Regions from separate parts of the Manis pentadactyla genome. Here region 1 is linked to region 2. A link is a contact called in public Hi-C data. All regions are on one chromosome and are shown on one strand. The core of a region is the stretch at or near the end of the contact, and the rest is flanking DNA. Distances in the headings are between cores, read along the strand shown. Region 1 holds the start of ASIC5 (acid sensing ion channel subunit family member 5). Region 2 holds the start of MAP9 (microtubule associated protein 9).

The links. Hi-C and Micro-C count contacts between places; a contact is called where the count stands out from the background.
Region 1: a contact with region 2 is called in a Hi-C map of skin fibroblasts, with 7 times the contacts expected there. The contact joins the promoter of ASIC5 here to the promoter of MAP9 in region 2. A contact is called at or near these places in 2 of 3 Hi-C or Micro-C datasets (fibroblasts and skin fibroblasts).

The regions. Positions count from the first base shown.
Region 1 is chr1:27,052,950-27,058,084 of mManPen7.hap1, forward strand. ASIC5 (acid sensing ion channel subunit family member 5) reads right to left here and starts at 2,306. Exons shown (of 10, transcript XM_036887879.2): 1 at 2,205-2,306. The coding sequence starts at 2,301.
Region 2 is chr1:26,617,048-26,622,551 of mManPen7.hap1, forward strand. MAP9 (microtubule associated protein 9) reads right to left here and starts at 2,603. Exons shown (of 14, transcript XM_057496930.1): 1 at 2,372-2,603; 2 at 1,389-1,554; 3 at 695-779. The coding sequence starts at 1,463. LOC118913749 (a long non-coding RNA gene) reads left to right here and starts at 2,689. Exons shown (of 3, transcript XR_005025316.2): 1 at 2,689-2,839.

The sequences.
Region 1 (5,135 bases), core at 1,056-3,555, 440 kb after region 2:
TGAGTGGGTTGCTTACCACAACTCATAACCTATAAAATATTAACTCTAATTTAAAATGACTTCTTCTAGCTGAAGAATCACAAAGTCCCTTAGATGTCACAAACAAGATTAGGCTGATTCTTCTGTGTCACAAGTGAGGTTAAAAAAGGATTTGATTCTTCAATTAATCTCAGACATACGGTGGTGTATTGTACGGCTGAATGTAATTTCCATAGCTTTCTATGCTTCAGTACACAACTCTTCTATTTCATTTGGTTCTTTAGTCAGAATGTTTAAAGTTGCATTATTGGGTAAGTAGTCTATTTTCTACCTCCTTAAAATGTGTATTCATCCCCTTAAGACTATCAGTAATCAACCAAATCATATTTATCACTATTAATAAGGATTGGTAAAGGGGACCCTAAAATTTTTATGGCAACATATAGCATATTCAGAATTTTCTTTTGGTTTAATGTGTTTTCATTTTTCTGTAAGAGAAGACATGGAGAATTCCTGTGCCCAGGGAAGGATGTAATACAGTTCCAAGGATGAGGTGGGCTTTGAAACAGAGAGATCAGGCTTCTGGTCTAGGCCTTGCCTCTTGTAATCTCTGCTGCTTTAGCCAAGTTTCTTAATCTTTCTAATACTTTATTGCTCTCCTGTCGAATGGAAGCAGCAGACTCAAGAGTTTGTTGTGAATATTAAATAAGTTAATACCTGGGAATGGCTGGGCACACTACCTGGACCATAATACATACTCAGTTAGTGTTAGTTATTTTTGTTATCTTGCTAATTAGTAATTATGTGGTAAATGGTAACAAATTCAGGGAATTTTTAAACACTGTCTAAAATTCTCATTTAAGAAATGAGCAAGAAATAAGTTCTTAATGGCCTAAAAAATACTCATAATTGGGTGAATTATCTTTTATATCCTTGGCTTCAATTCAAGAAATATTTTCTGTCTGCTAATCAGCATTTATTTACTTTTAAAAGCTTTCAAGTGTTACTTATCATTAAATTATTATTTATTACTTCATAAGTCTCCAATCAATTACCTAAGCTTAAGTCATGGGGTATATAATGATATATCAAAGGCAACTATGAACATTTTCTAAGGGAATCCATTTCATTTGCAAGGTGTTAGGACATGATAACAAATTATATTATTATTATTATTGTACAGAAACTATACACTAAGCAGAAAATTGTGTATTAATCTGATAAGCTTGAATTTGGAATAAAATTTTACAAAAACCCTGCATATAACTTTCAATATGGAATTAAATTGGGGCATTATTTTATATATATATGTGTGTGTGTGTGTACATATTCATATAATATATACACATGCAAAGAGAGAGAAAGAGAAATTGACAAACCAACCCAGTCCCAGGGCAAAATCAGAAATGTAAGAAAAGCTATTATTATTAATCATCATCAAAATAAATTTAATAGTGCTTTTGGTTGAATTATTTATCCATTCCAAGCACATATGAAGAACTGACTCTGACAGGAGACCTCAGCCTCTGGGTAGCTGGCAGCCTTCTAGTATAGATGCCTAAGCAGTTCGAAGGGAAGAGTAAACTACTAATTGGTAAATGGCCAAACAAAGTACTGTTGGTTACAAGCATTACACCCAAAAATGTAAGTTTCAAGTTGATCTATTTACGTTTTGAAAGCCTTCGTCTTTACTGGGGTCTTCTGAGCCATTTGGGTTTTCAAAGGGTTGGGGTTGTTTCTAATATTATTTTAGATGAATAGTGAAGAAACAAGGTGGTGTACTACTATGAGGAAGATTAAAATTGGTTTCTTAAGGGGCCCACCAGCCTGCAGAGCAGGAAACTTCTTACCTTCCTGATAGAGTATATACTGGGTGATTTTGGCAGGTGGCCCTTGCATTGATACTGATCCTTACAGAAACATTTTGAGGAATGTCAAACAAGTTTTGCTGTATTTTACAATATCACTTGTAGGCACATGATAAACAGAAACCAAAACAAAGTAAAACTAAAAAACAGATTCTAGCCCATAGTAATATTTTACAGCTATTTTCAAATCCCTCATATACATTCTCCTTTTCCTAAGCAGGTGTATTATTGATATTTTATCGAAGTAATATTAGAAATCAAATTTCCCAAAAGAAAAAGATAATCCCCCTTTCCCTTTGCTAATTTCTAGCCTTTAGAAATGAAAATTGTTAAGTGTTCTGCGCTTTTGCTCCTTACCTTTCTTTGCATATGCTTGTGATTTCTCAATCTGCTCCATTTGCAATGTCAGGCGGCAGGAGGCCTTGGCGTGTATTGAATTTTCATCAATAACCATATTCATTTTGTGGCCTTTATATAAAATACAACAGTTGAGGTTGTAAAACGTGGGGAGCAATTTAAATGTTTGTGTTGCTATGTTTTGCCTCATAAAACACATAATCTGCAAAGCAAAAATGCTGGCAGAACCAGCTATGGGCATTTATGCACTGATGGAAAGCTATGGATAGAGTGAAACCAAAAGATAGAATTAGGGAACCATTTTCTCAGAATTAAAGGGAAAATACTTACAAATATCTGTGGTTTTGGAGTTGTTCCTGACCAGGCTAGTGATATTCAAATGACTCCCCTTGGAGAGCTCTCCTTAGCTTTTATTTCTACCTCTTTCTCTATACCACTTTAAATTGAAATGCAATTAGAATGAAATCTTGGGAATAAAGTTATTGAACTGGTTGAAGTTTCTTAGTAATAGATTAAGCTGTCTTAAACAGAAATAGTGACAAAATAAAACACTAGAAAATATTTTCTCAAGAAGAAATGATTGCTGAAAGCCATACAAATTCAACAGAGCACAAAGACCAATTATTTGTTCATATTAACATTTTTGAGAAATTGTTAGAATTTATTATAAAAAATAATAAACTGGTGAATGTGCATTCGGGTGTATAAATAGCACCACCTCTTGACACAACTGAGGAATTGCATGTATGTCTACTTGGGGCATTTTAGAATTGCCAAGGTAATATTTTATAACTACATAACCACTAACCATTAACTTGGTTAGATATAATATTTTACATAGATTTCCTTGGAAACTTAGTACTATAGGTTAAAATTAGTCTTATGGGGAGGCGCTAAGAAGTTTCAAGGGAGGTAAATGGATGCTCTGGGAAAGCTTCCACAACTATCAAATTAAAGATTTCAGGAAGAGGGTCAGTGTCATGATGTATGAGTTTCCCCATTAAAACTCTCTTCTTTGGGGTTAAAAATTACAATTACAACTTCAGCTAAAGATTTTTAAAATTCAGGTACTCCTGAGAGGAACGACAGCTAACTAACTCACCCCTCCACCCTTCCTTCCCTTGGCTGTCTGCTTTCCTTTCTTCTTCTTAACGTATTTCCACAGTGCGCCTTATGGTGAATAAGGTTACAGATCAGTGTGCTAAGTAGGCCAGTAATCCGTCATTCACTGCTTGAACTTCTAAGGGCAGAGACAGTAGCTGACTCAAGCCGGGGCGAGACTAAGGCAGTGGGACTAGTACCGAGAGAGTAGGCGGCGGGACAGTAGCAAGGAAGGCAGGGAGAGGGCGCAAGTCATGGAAGAAAAATGAAGAGAAAAACAGAGGGTCTTCCAAAGCTCTATTTTATCTGCTTCACAATTTAACCAAGGCTCAGGAATAATCAGACATTTTCTTTAAAAAGTTCATTTCACGTTTTCACTTCCTCTTTCTTCTAGCCCACAACCTCTAGTTACTTCCCTACTGTGCCTTTGTGCATTACAGGGGGAGAAAAAGAGTGAACCAGAGAGAAGGCAAGAAGGCAGGCAAGATCTCTCCATTTCTTGCCCACCCTTTATTTGACAAAGAATAAAGAAAAGAAAGTATCTTCTTGTTTTTATTTGCTCAAACTAGTTCCTTCCTCTCTTCTGTGACATTTAAAAGTGATGAATGTTTCTTCTTGATTGCCCTGATCTGATACTTTCTTATTTCTCTTCTACTTTAAAATGAATTTACCGACACTGTTTCCTTTTCTTCTTCTCTCCTCAGTCATAAAATTACTCGACTCTCACTCCTCCATTAGCGACTGTGAGTAAATTCGAATTCCATCTTTGTCCAGTGAAGAAACATCCCTGCTATTTGCCTTCATCTTCCATTTGAAATCAAAGCCCAGTAACCCATCCCATAATCTCTTGTTTCTTTTTTGCTGTACAACTTGAACTCTTTACGTTATCTCATGAAAAATGCACACGGAGGCTCCCGCTTTCCTTCCTCCTACTCTCCCTCCTTCTTGCAGCTGATTTGCAGAGCAGGTACATTTGGTAAAAGAGATTCAAATTCCTTCAATCACCATTCCCCAACATGCACACAAATACAAAGGTGGTAAGTAAATGCAGTCAGGACCTAGAGAGTTCTGAGTTATCATTATTCACCACCCTTGCACAAGGGATATCAACAGAAAATCACTCATTACTACTGATAAATGCAAGGATGAAATAAAAATGAATGGATAGAAAAAAATTCCTTTTATGTGAACTTGCATTTGAATTGAGGGCATAAGCAGCATAAATAATTTTATACAGTATCTACAGAAGTGTATTCTGGCCAGTACTAGTTACACAGACACATATGTCTTATTATTACACAGACACATGAATATGTCTTATTGTATTTCCCTGTTATCTTATTTGTATGGGTTTTTAATAAAAATGTTGCTCCTATTGAACGGGCATATATCTAAAGGTAAAAAAAAAAAGTCATATTTGGCTACTACTCTTAAATTTAGCTTTGAATTAAAACTTTGTATTTTACCTTCTGTTTGGGGCCATGCATAATCATTAATAGTAATGCAATTTCTTTTTAGATTTAGATAAATTTGATAAAGACTACAGGGTCTGCAAAAAAAAGACAGTGTAAAGAATACTTTTTCTTTTATTGGAAGTAGATATTTTTTCTTCATAGTCTTGGTAAGAGAAACCAAAACAAACTCACAACTTAGCATGTTTTTGGTAAATACTTCAATAGTGTCTTGCTTTGAGTTTGTAATAATACAAAAAAGCAGAACTGATACTATTTTCTGTTACACCCTATGTGTAAGCATGGTTAATTAGTGCTTTTGTATGCATTACAGTCTATTCTTTCGAAAGACACTAGGTGGAAGAAATTAGCCACCGTA
Region 2 (5,504 bases), core at 1,353-3,852:
ATAACTACCTTTTGCTAATTATATTTTGTTCCATAAAAACTCTGGAAATACAATTCCATCCATTCCAGATTAGTAGATTTACTATAAAATCATAAAGAACACTAACTAAATAGAAATGATTTAACTATCATTCTGATTACTTTTATAGAGAACTTTAAGAGTTACTCAATGAATATTAAAGCATAAAACACCCAACACAAGTTTAGAATTCTGTATGCCTATCCACGAAATCTAAAATGTTAATATTTTTACATCATCAAAAGAAACCAAATTAAATCACACGAGTACTGATATACTGGGTTTTTAAAAATTAGCCCTTATTACAGCCAAAAAAATATGATTAACAAAAAGCATCACAAAATGATTCCAATGTGTTTCAAAGTTTATCTGTATGGGCTCTAGTTTTTAACTTGAGCCCAATATGATTGGCCCCAATATGATTTATCACTGACAGGCATCCTTTAACTGCAAACCTACTGTCAGTTAATCTAAATTTTCATATGCATATTTAGAAACAAGAACAATCATACAACTTCTTGAAAACTAAGAGTATTTTAACTCATTCAAAAGTTGGAAATCTAAAGCCAGTAAATTCATAGGCATTATTGTAACATAAGTGATTTATTTTTTGAGGGATGGGCTAAATGTAACTAAAAAGAAGAAAAGTGGTTTACTTTTCCATAGTCTCACATACCAATCTCATCACTGTCAAAGTCATCTGAGTATTCAGAACTCCTTTGCTTGGCTGAGCGAGCTGTGATTGCTTTTATTAGCTCATCCTAAAATGAAATAATTAAAATCAATTTCCAGCCAAATGTGGAGGTCTTGATATATTGGAGGTCTCAAATAATGCTTAATAACTGCTTTCAAACTTGGGTTTCATTCATCTAACAAATATACACTGAAAGCCCACCATGTCTATAAGCCCTCAGACTCAAGGCAGAGCACCACAGACAAGATCCCTCTCCTCATGGAGCATACAGTAAAATTGGAAAAGACAGACACTGTCAAATAAATTAGTTACAAGCTCTAATTAGGACTGGAGCTTAATAAACAAGGGAGGACTTAATCTAGACAGGATTTATTATAAATTGGCATTTTGGAAATAGCTGATACTTTTTAAGATCTTTTAGCATATTTTAGTAATGAATGTAATCAATAGTATAAATTGAAAGGCTGAGATCAAAGTTGTAATGACTAGACAGAAAAAACTTAATGTGATAGGTACAACAGGAAAAACAACAGAAAAATTTTTATGAAAATTCAAAGTTCATACAATCCTGCATTATATAGGATTGTTCCTAGAATAATTTCCTATCCTACATTCGAATAACACAGTGTTTACCTTGCAAAATCATTCAAAATAAAAGTGCTTTGAAGTACTTTACCTGGAAAGTGGTCCTTTTAGTGACTTTTGGGCTCTTTGTATATGCCAAAGTTGTGCTAAAAACTTCGTCGGACATAGTGTTTTTGTTTTTTGTTGTTGGTTTTTAAACTCTTTAGCTTTATAAAATGACTAATTAAGAACAGGAATAATTCAACCTCAGATGATGGCTGAAATATAGAATAAAAAAAAGACTGTTTTGCATGCTTGAGAACTTCCATTACTACCCTTAGTGCTTAAAAACAAAAAAATGGAGAATAAACTGAAAACAAGAAAAACATTACATGAACACTGAGCTACATATTCACTTAAATATGAAAACAGTTCCTGTAAACAAATACAAAATTCTCAAAACTAGCTTATCAAAGTCAAATTAAAAGGTTATCCTAAAATAGCTTTGCGATTATTTTAAGGATGAGCAAATAAATGACTGAAACATATTACTACAGGATGTTGCCAATTAAAATAAAACGCCTCATTTTTCACTTGATCCGAAAACTGTAATAGCATTGCCTACAAAACGGTCATACCTTATTTAAAAGTCTACCAGGAGGGCTGTCAGAATAAAAGATACAACTAAGCAACACCAAACCAAATCAACCCCCCACGAAAAAATACACAAAAAAAGCATTGCTTGTGTACACAGCTACTGAAAGATAAAGATCATAACGCGAAACTACAAATCGCCGCTCTTCCTTCTCACAAGTGTTAATATTGCTAGAGAAACAGAACGAAGCTTAAGCGACGGGCTGCGTTACAATCACTGTACGAGGCGCCGCAAACGTTTCCCCTGGTGGGCGCCGAGGCCGGGCCCTGCCGTCCCGCAGCCCGCCTGGCGCCCGCCGGGGGCAGTCCGGGCCCGGCCAGGAGGCGCCCGGGTCCAGCCCGCGCCGCCCGCGCCGCCCGCCTGGCGTCCGGCACTTCCACGGCCGCGTCCCCAAGAGCCCTCCCCGCCGCATTCCTCGCCCTCTGTCCCGAGACCCTTACCCACTCCAGCCTCTCCGGCGGCGGTCTCCCCGCAGCCTCACCACTGAGAGGCTGGCTTCGGGGAGGAGCTTCTCGCCTCCGCCGGGCCTGCCGGCTTTCGGAGACCAGGCCCGGCCCGAGCCAGGGGGAGGGACAAAAGGCCGAGGTGGGAGGCGGTTGCTAGGAAACAGCATCTCCGGTAGGAAGTGACTTGTCCATCGCCAGGTATCTCGGGTACCGAACGTCGCCCTTGACGCCGACGCGTCGCTGGGGCAACCGCCCAGACGACGGAAATGACGTCAGACCTCTGTGTCTTGGGAGAGGCGAGCGTTCTCGGCCGCCGGTGCTTCCCTGTTGCTGGGGGGGCAGGACCCTCCCAGCTCGCCCTCGGGTGTCGAGAGCCTGGCGCTTGCTGGTGGAGTGAGGGTCTTGACCTGCTGCTTGAGCCACAGCACGTGCATTGTTCTACCAGTTAGGACGTGAAGTTCTGTAAGTCGGAGAAGTGTATTGACAGAATAGGGTACTGATAGTTCAAAAAGAATGGCACAATAGTGACGTTTCCAGGCCCAGGAGTTAAACTGCACGTGGGAATCCTGGCACCCTTCCCTGTACCCGGTTGATGCGCAAGTTAACGTCTTAATGACTCAGTTTAATTTTCTGGGGGGGGGGAAAGATAATAATAATTATAATAGCTACCTTAAAGTGTTGCTGTAAGTATTGACTGAAATAATGCAGGTGGAATACTTGCAAGAGCGCCTGGGATTGCATTCAGTCAACATTAGATAACGTTTTTATGCCACTCAGTCTCTAAGGATAAAAACCCATTCCAAGTATTTCTTTAATGTAAAGTTTCCTCCTTTCTATAAGCAATTGATAGTCCCCTTAAAATCGCCAGTCAACAAATAAGATGATCTAATAAACTGGAGGACAACGTGCTGACAAAACCAACATCTAGTTAGCAGAGACAATCTTTAAATATATATAAAAACACTTCTTTAAAGGCTTTCAAATAACATGGATTTTACTATTTTTAATTTAACAGAAGTGTAATCCTAGTTAAATTTAAAATTAAAAATTCATTTAAATGAATTCATTGGCTAGTAATTAAACTTATACCTGGTATTTTTTCCCATATCCCTAAAATTTAATGATTTTTCACTTATTCAACAATTATTTATAAACAAATCACAATGAGATATAGATTTAATAATGTATTAAAAAACTAAACATGTATAATAAAAAATACAAAATTTAGTAAAAACACCCAAACCTACCCAAACCTATGCTTTTAATGGCATTTGCAATGCAACTTTTTAAGAAGTGTGTTTGGGTTTTGCTGAACTTGTCCTTTTTTGAAAAAGTCAGTTTGATCAACATTTGCTTAATTTTGGTGCTTCAAATGTTTTTGAGTGAGACTCTGCGTAAGGTATTTTCCATTCTCACCAGTTTCTGATCCATGTAATTTATTAATCAACAGATATGATTCTATGTGGTACCTGTGTACACAGTGAGAAGACAGTATCCACATTTCTTATCTTTGAAGTATTAATTTGTTCATGTTTGAATATTTACATTCATTCAGAATACTTCACTTTTAATCCTTTTATCTGATATAGTTCTCATTTAGATGGGATTTAAAATAAAATACACAAAAAATTAATTTAAAGAGCCTTACAGAAAATATCCTATGGTTTCTACAGAACCCACTAGATTTTTATTTTCAACTTAAAACAAAATAATAAAGGATATAAAGCTATATCTTACAAAGCTATAGTAAACTCAATAACTCAGGTTAATTTCTCCACAAGAGTTAAAGCACAATATCCTTCTACTGTTGTCTTATTTTAAGCAGCAGTATATATTTGCTAATATTTTCAGTATAATATGCTACTAAAGCATTACATAATATTTGAATTAATAGTATTTTATCTACAGCATAGTTTACAATACACATATAATTGTTAAATGAACTCATGAGTAAACAAATTGCATTTTAAACTGAAAACAATTTTTGGAACATTCCAAAAGAAGCCCACAGGTACTCAATTAAAAAAAAGTGAAAACACTGCAACACTCTAAATTTCAGTAGTTTATGTAAATTTTCCTCTTTATTTCATTTTCATTTTTCTAATATATATTTGATCTCAGAAGTATTTGCAAAGCAAACTTTTTTGAGTTTAATGTAGTTTTCATTTCTGAGCCTTGCCTTCACACAGTCATTCACTCACTCATTCATTCATTCATTCATTCATTTAGTATACATACACGTATCAATAATGTTCTGGGTCAGACTTTGTGAATTCAAGTGTAACCAGAGTAGGTCCCTGCCTTAGAAATCCCACAGGCTAGAGATAGCTGAAAACCTTGGTAAACACATGATTATCTATCACCGTGATGATTTCTCCATAGAAGTACAAAGTAAGAAGCTTTCATGAGAGGAAAGAATTCTTCCTGGAGGTTCTACAAAGTTTTCACAGACAAAGTAAGTTTGAATTGACTAATGAGGTTAGGAGATAAGGAGGAGTAAGGAATTTATTTGAAGCACCAAGTTTGTGGTAATCTGCTATGGCAGCAATATGGAATTAATACAAACTCCATACCATATTTTCTACTCATGTACATAACATTTTCAGTCAAATTTCTTGTTCAGAATGGGAAAAGCTGAAAGTATTTACGTAATTCTATCTTATTATAGTTAATACGTCTTATTTCTGTTGGTTCCTGCTACAATGCGAGGAAACTGGGACAATCATGGCCTATTCTGGGGCTAAAAGCTAAGGTTAGTGGGGGTCTTAGTCTTCCAGGCATTGGCTGGATAATTAATGAATTGCCTTGAAGTAATTGCTATCAAATTAATATTTTAGGTCATAGGAAAAATGGGAGAAACTAGGAAGTGTCATGACTTGACTGTGATTTAAAAAGGTCATTTTGGTGATGAGTTGAAGGATGAATTGAGGACCAAAGGAGCTGGAAGAAGGCTCCATGGAAGGGGTCACCCAGGCAGCTCAGGAGAGATGCCACCCAGACAGGGAAGAAGGCAAAGGCAGTGAAAATGGAAAAGAATGGATATGTGTCAAGGTACTTTCTATAATACGATTGATAACATAGCAAAAGTCGTGTGTGTAGGGGAAGCAAAAAAGGAAGCAGGGAAAAT